Linked DNA regions of Mus musculus: region 1 is linked to region 2. Evidence: chromatin contacts called from public Hi-C data. All regions are on one chromosome and are shown on one strand. Each heading gives the region's core, a stretch centred on a gene start, on an enhancer-like site or on the middle of the called end of the contact. The rest is flanking DNA. Distances are from core to core; before and after follow the strand shown. Region 1 has its middle 6.2 kb from the start of Gm39880. Region 2 has its middle 64 kb from the start of Gm13816.

What was found. A called contact is a pair of places that touch in the nucleus more often than the background predicts.
Region 1: a contact with region 2 is called in a Hi-C map of pancreatic cancer cells, with 2.1 times the contacts expected there. The contact joins two enhancer-like sites. A contact is called at or near these places in 3 of 484 Hi-C or Micro-C datasets (cerebral cortex, nephron progenitors and pancreatic cancer cells), 2 of 115 datasets of contacts at active chromatin or transcription factors (embryonic stem cells and epiblast stem cells) and 1 of 9 other capture datasets (embryonic stem cells).

The regions. Positions count from the first base shown.
Region 1 is chr2:92,771,195-92,775,332 of GRCm38.p6, forward strand. No RefSeq gene overlaps it. Among named protein-coding and RNA genes, the nearest start is that of Gm39880, 6.2 kb to the right of the region's middle. Within about 2 kb of position 1,612, at least 50 of the 459 cell types and tissues checked have an H3K27ac peak or open chromatin away from gene starts, as enhancers often do. A contact at or near this core is called in pancreatic cancer cells, where this site is marked.
Region 2 is chr2:92,676,610-92,680,643 of GRCm38.p6, forward strand. No RefSeq gene overlaps it. Among named protein-coding and RNA genes, the nearest start is that of Gm13816, 64 kb to the right of the region's middle. Within about 2 kb of position 1,877, at least 35 of the 459 cell types and tissues checked have an H3K27ac peak or open chromatin away from gene starts, as enhancers often do. A contact at or near this core is called in pancreatic cancer cells, where this site is marked.

The DNA.
Region 1 (4,138 bases), core at 362-2,861, 94 kb after region 2:
TCTGTAGCAAATCGCCTGAGATTATTAACGCATGAAGGTAAAAGGTTTGCTTTGACTCACAATTGTAGAAGCTTCTGTATATGATCAGCTGGCTTCATGGCTTTGAGCCTTAGGGTACATATCACAATACAAGAATATGTCAGCACAAAATTACTCAGCAGACCAGCCGGGAAGCAAAGAGACAAGGTCTACCATCCCTTTCCAGGCCATACTTGCAATGACCTAAATACCTCCTACTGGGACCTAGCCACTTCCCAGCAGTGCCATCCTAGAGACTAAGCCTTTGGGGGTCATTCAGGATCCAAGCCCAGTATTGAGTGGACATCTACACTGTTGATGAACCTTGGTTTTCCCAGGGAATGGTCTAAATTTTAGTGTGGAAGTCTCATCTCCTGGGGTAACCTCTTACCCTCAGCAGACCAGGATAGCTGGACCCATAGTGGTCCTTGAATCAGCTAATTGAGATCTGATCCTGCCGGAAGTATCATCAGGGCCATGCACATGTCTCAGGGTGCCACTCTGTCACCCAGAATCACCAAGAGGAGGTTTCCAAGTCAGAATCACTGCTTACCAGGAGATGCTTCTACCTTTTGGGTGGGGCATAATGAGCATGTCTCTTAGGAGCACAGAAACCTGTCTAGGGGGAGCATCTAGAGGAGCTAGACCAGTGTCTTCATGATCCTTTAACCAATGGTGTCCCTCCTTCACCTTAATAATCTAACCTGGCTATCAGAAGTGATTGGTGAAAGCAGATAGACAAATCAAGCAGAGTCCCACGTTCTGACTCTCCCCACCATTGCATCGGGAATTATAACGAGTGCTTTATTGATGTGCCCACCTCGTTCCTGATGCTTCCCAGTGTGGTCTGTCTGTTGAGTGACTCCATCTGGGACAAACTGGTGCTCCGGAGCCTGGTGATGGTGGTTAAGAGAGATCTAAGAGGCACTTCCCAGATCTGGGGGAGCCAGAATTTTCTGCTTGGGCTTACTAGGTGTGAGATACATATCCAGAATTCTTTCTGCTGTTGGCTGTGACAATGACATATAGGTCTGGAAAAGGATAGGCTTGTATAAGAGAAGCTGATTCTAAGAGGGCTGGTGGGTCAGGAGGCCTGCTCACAAACTCTCTGCCAAAGCAGGGCAGCATAAGAGGGGAGAAATGTTTTTCAGTGGCTAATCCATTCTGGCTACTGGCTCCTAGCTGATGAATTTCTGCCTGCATTTCTGGTGGTAACATTCTTTTCTTAAATGGGAGCCATCATGTAATTCAGAGTTCAGCCTGGCTACCCGCTAACACATCATGCAGAAGTCTCCTCCTGAAGTGTGATCCCATCCACAATCCTGCTTGTCTGTGGGAAGCCTGAAAACACAGCTAGCACACAATAGGGCCGCACAGATCATAACAACAGATCTTTTTCATAACACATAGCAGGCAGCTGTGGTGTCTCTGGGGCTCAGGTAGAGAAAGACTGCCCTTCCGGGCCGCCCTGGGTCACTGGTGGAAAGATTGTATTTGATCGCAGTTTAAGCATGAGTCACAGAGACAACAGAGAGAAACTAGCACTAGGCATTTGGTGTTTTCTGGCAACGAGGCTCCAATTTATCTTGGCAGCTGCTTCCACCATCAGGGATGGAAGGAGGAAAGACGGTGGCATGACAGAGAAGCAAATGTGTCAGCCAAGGAAGAGAGGCCATTGATTCCGGCTTCCAGAGGAGACCCCAGCTGTTCCTGGGATGGAAGCCCACTGGAACACTGGATGCTGGTCTAGCATTTGGATGCCCACAGCGTGGAAGATGATTCCAGAATCACAGGGCAGGGAAGCAACTTTGAGGTCAAACTTTTGCCCTCTAGCAATTGTCCCTGAAGTGTGTGTGTATGTGTGTGTGTGTGTGTGTGTGTGTGTGTGTGTGTGTGTGTGTGTGTGACTTCTATGTGACAGCCTTCCTAAAGCTTGGTGACTTACTAGAGTTGGTGTTAGTGTCTGATGTGAATGTGGGTGCCAGGGTGGGGGTATTTCCCTATGGCTGTTTCCAGTTAACCCTTTGACGAGAGCCAGGGTTCATGTCTATGCCCAGGGATTCTGGCGGCTTCCGTGACACTGGAAATCAACTCCACTCCTGGAAGGAAATGCTGGTCAATCCTAACACCAAGAGCATAGGGAAAGAGATAGATCGGTGGATCCTGATGATAAACAGCCCACCTCAGGAGCGCAGAACTTTCTAAGGACATTATTTCAATAGCACACTATTCTCCAGCCCCAACGTCTGCCATCTTTGGAGTAGCAGACCCTCCATATTTCAGCTTTCTTCTCTGAACACAAAGACCCTTTTCTTCCTCGGGGTCTTTGCTGAGAGATAGGATCCTTCCTGACAGTGTCCCATGTGAAGAGGAACAGAAAGTCTGTAGTGAGGCAGCCCTGAATGGCACCTATCTTCAGCATCTCCAGTTGTGTGAGCTTGAAAATTCTTTTAGGCCCTTTATATCCATTGTGGAAAAAGAAGCACGTGGCCTGCCCAGGCAGCTGTCTTTTGAGATGAAATGAGATATAACAGCGCAAGAGCCTGCTTAGAACCTCCTGGTCCAGGAAGGCCGGTGCTGAGTCTTAGTTCTGGTCCCCATCTCCTTTGGTTGTTCCCTCTTGCCTGTTTGGTGAACACCAGCTTGGTCTCTAATGCTCAACCTGTTATGGTCTTCCCTAGGTTGCTTCAGCCCACATTCAGAAGAAAACTGAGCAGCCTTTCACCTCCCCCTGCTCCCTGTCATGTCCTAGTTGAGCACGCTGACAACTGACTGACCTACTACACATCTGTGTGTCTAGAAAAGTGGAAGTTCTAGCACAGGGGGAGAGGGCTTTATTCACTCATTTATGTCAGTGCTCAGTGCTCAGTGCTCAGTGCTCAGTGCTCAGCACACTGCGTGGGGCCTGCATGTGCTTGGTGAATGACTGTGAGTGTATGAACACTTGCTGGGCTTTCCCAGAACCCAGGAGCCCTTCACTCTTTCAGCACCTCCCTTTTTTAATCCCTAGAGGTGACTGGCTTCTGCCCCTGTGCTATGGCATACAATAGCACACAGCGGCTGCCCTGAGTCTAATGTCCCAAGGCTGTCATGGTTCCACTGCATCCTAGATGCATGAGAACCCTGCAGGAAAGGTGTGCCTCCACCAGAGTCATCGGTCCTTACACATATAAAATGAAACTGGCAGGCAGGAAGCCTGACTCAGCCCCCTGGGCCTAGAGAAACACTCCCTGCAGCTGAGTCTTCTGGATGCAGAGTGGGCTTGAGTTCATATCCTCCCCTCTTCTCACTGGCTCTGAGAGCCTGGATCAGTCACCTGATCTTAGAACTCCCTCGAATTCCTTTAATGCTGTCCATAGCATTGTCATTTTAAATCATAGACGGCACGGAACAGACAGGAGATGTCTGGTTCTTCCCAGTCTCAGATCCATGACCCTGGCTCTGGCAGATGAATGGCTACTGGCAGATTATGGATAATGTAGCGGTGCTGATGGTCAAGCTATTCCTGGGTCCTTTGGGATTTTCCAGGAGTTTGGCAAGTGATTGGGTGCAAGTGCTAAGTGGTCAATGAGCAATGGATGCTATAAATGCTAGAAAGCTGTCATGTGAGCATTTAACACACGCTGTACCTGCATGAACCACAAACAAGCAGATAATAATTCACCCTTCTCTATAGCCACACTGGGCAGCTGATACATGCATATATATAATTAATAGATGTATCCAACCTATTAATTAATACCTGTTCATAGCAGGCAAGTATCACTGCTCTCTCTACTTGGAGTCAGTGACTATTTTCCCTACCCTTCCCCCTCCTTCAAAGATATCTCAATGCCCGTATTCAGCTTGAAGAAGTTATGAAGAGTCATTGTCCAAGTTCCCTGGGCTTTGGGGCTGGAGATAGTTTTGGGGGCTGGAGGTAGTTATTTTAAGGTTGCCTTTTTAAAAAAAATTTGGACAGAAAGGGTGAAATGTAGCAGAATCCCACCCACCCCCAATTAATTTGAATATTAATACAAAAAGAAGCCTGTGATTGGACAGGGAAAAGGAAGGCAGAGCTAAGAGTTTCAGAGACAGGGACAAGAAGGGAGGAGAAGGAGGAGGAGGGCGAAAGAAGATG
Region 2 (4,034 bases), core at 627-3,126:
TGCTCCTTATTGGTGCAGAAGGACTCAGTGAACCCCTGGGGCTGGGGCTAAGCCCACAAATAGGACTCCTGTCTCAAAGGAACCACAGCTGGAGCCTAAGGTCTCCTGTCTGGCTGCTAATGTAGGGAAAGGCCAATAATAGGTTAATGGGATCAGCAGCCCCATTAATCTTGTCATGAACAACCCCATGAGTCTTCATGTCTTCTCCCTTGCCTGAAAGACACTTTGTATCCTCAAAAAAAAGTGACTGGGTAGAAAGATCCCATGTCCTATAAAAGTGATTTAGTGGCAGTGCCTGGGGAAGACAAACTGCAGGGCACAAGGCAGCAGGGGTGTGGGGGTGTAGGGGGGAGCTGAGTTAGGAAGCCTGGGCAAAAGTCCCTGTGGGGCCTCCTGCAGAAGCAAAGATGGGAAAGGTCAGAGCAGGGAGAGAAACGGACTCTAGACCTGGTCCAGCACAGACGCCTATACATCCATATCAACAGGCTGTTTGGTGAGGTGAGAACTGGGCTAGCCTGGTGAATTTGAGGAGAAGGTAGAGATGGGAGACTGCTGCAGAAAGAGCCAAGGATGGGACCAAGAAGCCTTGGGTGCTGGTCTCCTTGCTGGCTATAGCCCTGTGGCTATGCATGGGTAGCTCAACTTCCTCACCAATAGCGGTCTTGGAAACAGTGTCAGCTGGAGGCCATGCTCAGGGTAATGACGCGGTGTGACCTGGGGAGGCACTGAGCTGGGGGGTGCTCTCAGGAAGGGACATGAGAAGGAGTTGACTGGCACTCTTTTTGAGTTGAAACTGCCTTCCCTCTGCCTGTACCTTATGTCTGCCCAGGAACACTGTAGTCCTTTTGACTGTGAGCAAGCAAGTGATGGGCAGATCCTGGTCCAGATGAGACCGAGGCTCAGAGAAGTGAAGGTCAACTGCGAATCTCCTGACAGATGGCAAGAAGTTAGGCTGTTGTTCAGTGGGGAAAGGCCTGGGAATGTGAGCCAAGCAGCCTGAGCAGAAGCTGGGATCCATAGGGACATCATCTGGGAGCCATCCTAAGGATAGAAGGAGGATGCCCTAGCATCCTGGGACCAGCCAATGAGGTAAGGACAGAGTTGGTTCATCTCCTGGGCTGCAAGTACAAACCACATTGAAATCTAGAATCTTCTATGCCTGTCATGGTTACCCAGAAGCAGGATCTGTTGATCCTCTTTGAGCCTAAGACCCTCAGGGGTCCACAAAAGCTCGAGGTTACTTGCCAATTAGAGAAAAGGTCAGGGCTCAATCCATCTCGAGAGTGGATTGAGTCAGAATCTACATTCTGTTTTATTTTTGTTTTTGAGTGAGTCTTATGCTATCCACTCTTGTCCCCAACTGAAGTCACAAGTTCTCAGGATCTCTGGGACTTCTAGTCCATACCTAGATTTCAGGAAGTTTCTCTAGAGGGAAGATGGGGAGCTCTAAATGGTGTTGTTTCATCCAGTGTATGCAGGGCAGAACTCTTCCCCATGGCTGGGAACACCACAGTGGGTTGGTTGCTAAGCCTTAAGTTCCTGAGGATTCGAGGGTGGTAATCAGAACCTTCTAGATCACTAGACAAGAGCACTGTTTTCTCTGGCCTATCTGGCCAGGGGAAGTTTGCTTGTCAGTCATTCCTGGTTCTAGGATCTTGAGGGGTAAGGACTGTGGTGGGGTTGTCCTACTTGCTTAATTTCCTTGTATGTCTGGTCCATTGCCATTTCTAATTTGGGCACCCTCGTCAGCTCAAGCCAATGAGAGGAAGACGAGATGCCTTAGGCAGCAAGTGACTGACATCCAGAGGCATAAACAAGAACTGGGTTGTGCCAGAGATAAGACATTCCAAAGCAGTTACTTAATTCTGTGACTCAAGCATCCCTCAAGCACATGGCTCTTTCTCTTTTCTCTATCTGACGTCATGGATAGTCACAAAGTGATCACCGCTGTTCCAAAATGTCACAGCCTAGTTGTTTGCTAGTTTTACAAGTGAGAAACCTCTCTGACCTCTCCTAGATGCTGCCCTTACCACTCCAGGGCTCTGCCCTTGTCTTGCTGTTCAGGGCACCCCAGGCCTTTCCCACCCCAGCTGTAGTCCGTTGAATTCCTTTGATTGGTTTGGCCAACTGTGACTCATTCCCCAGGGTGGGAGGAGCTCAGCCATCCTTGCCCTTCTGTCATGAGGAAGATTCCACCCTTCTCAGCTTTCTCTGTCCATCCCTTCTCCACCCTGGGCTTCAATTTTCAGAAACATTTTCTCTCCTTGCCACCTAAGCACCTCCCTACTAGTAAGCCAAGGACAGGTGAGGGTCAGGGTTTGGAGTACAAAGGGCCCAATGTAGGTCAGATCTTAGGTAACTTACACTTCATGTTGGCCTGCCCTAAATCCCTGGAGGCTGATTTCAGAGCATCCTGTCTCCAGCCATGAATGGGATCCACCCAAAAGCTATCTGAGAGGTGTTTTTGTTCTCCAACCCTTGAAGAAGTGATGCTGGTGCTGGCCCCATCCAGAGATAGCAGAAAGCCAGGGCTGGGCAGTGTCAAGAACTCAGGGAGTCTCCATTTAGTAGAGCTCCCCAGACCACAGCTTTCTGGGCTGGATAAGACCTGGCAGGGCTGCTAGGCATCGAGCAGGAGAGAGTAGATAAGAAGAGCTTTGGGTGAGTGGGCAGCCAGCTGCTGCTTCTCCTGAATTCTCAGAAAGGCCAGTGACTCCTGGGTGCCTGTAGCCCTGGTGTCTGTTAGGGAATTCAGGATACAGCCCATACTAAGGGGCCTTGTAAAACTAGAGATGGCGGGATGGTGCTTGTCAGGGGGGATGACTAGGGGATCCCAGCAGTAAAGACAGAATCAAAAACTGCCTTGGTTCAAACAGAAATTGTGAGGTTTGCTCAGCCTAAGCCAGCTGCAAGCCTTGCAAACAGCAGGTGCTTCAGTATAGCATCAGGGACTATGGCTGAATGACTACGAGGAGTGGCCTGAGGACCCATCTGACACAGACCCAGTGTATATTTTGCCTGAATCAGGGGCCCTGATCTGCCTACAGATCTTCCCAGGAATAAGTTTCAATTTCCAGCTACCTGTGGAGAGTGCACTGCATAGGGTTGTGGCTGAGAGCTTGAAAGCTAGCTCCCAGGATCACACAGCAAGTTTGAGGCCAGGAGTACATAGGAAGATGGTATTTCAAAGAAAATAGGATGCAACAAAACTCAGCAAAACAAACAAACCACAATAGTAAGTATAAGTACATTTTTATTATACTAGTCACCATTGATTGTCACCTTATTAACCACTCACTTTAGCATGAATTATTGATAGACTATTTCCAATAGATTAGTCCCAAGGACAGGCATGGGCATGGTGAGACAGAAGATTGAGGGTCATGTCTAGAAAGAAAGCACTGAGGACACTTAGCCCCCCCACCCCCTATATTCCCCACGTGTATACACACACACACACACACACACACACACACACACACACACACACACACTCACACTCACACCTGCTCTTTTGGAGAATCCATATTGGAAAGAGGATGAAGCACTGGACTAGGGGTCCTCCTTATCAGTCCTTCTAATCTTGAAGAAGATATGGCTTCCTGTTGTCTCCTGACAGCCTGCTGTGATGGTTGGCTTCAATGGTAATTTGAGGGGATATAGAATAACTGGAGTGTGGTAGGTATCTCAATGAGAGATTGTCTCCATCAGGTTGGCTTGTGAGAACGTCTGTCGGGGACTGTCCTACTTAAGTTAATTGATGTAGGAAGAAGGAAGATCAGCCCACTGTGGGCAGCACCATTCCCTAGGCAGAGAGGTCTTGAACTGTATAAGAGTGGAGAAATACAGGTGAGCACAAGTAAGTCAGCATTAATTTACCATTACTCTCTGCTCCCCTGTCAAAGCACAGGGAGAGGGGCTAAGTCTCTAACACACCCCTTGGCCTATCAGCCTGTGTATGGTCAGGGCCTTCAGATCAGAAGGGCTGGCTGGGGGCATATCACTGCTCTTTGGTGTCCCTGGCAGTCATGCCC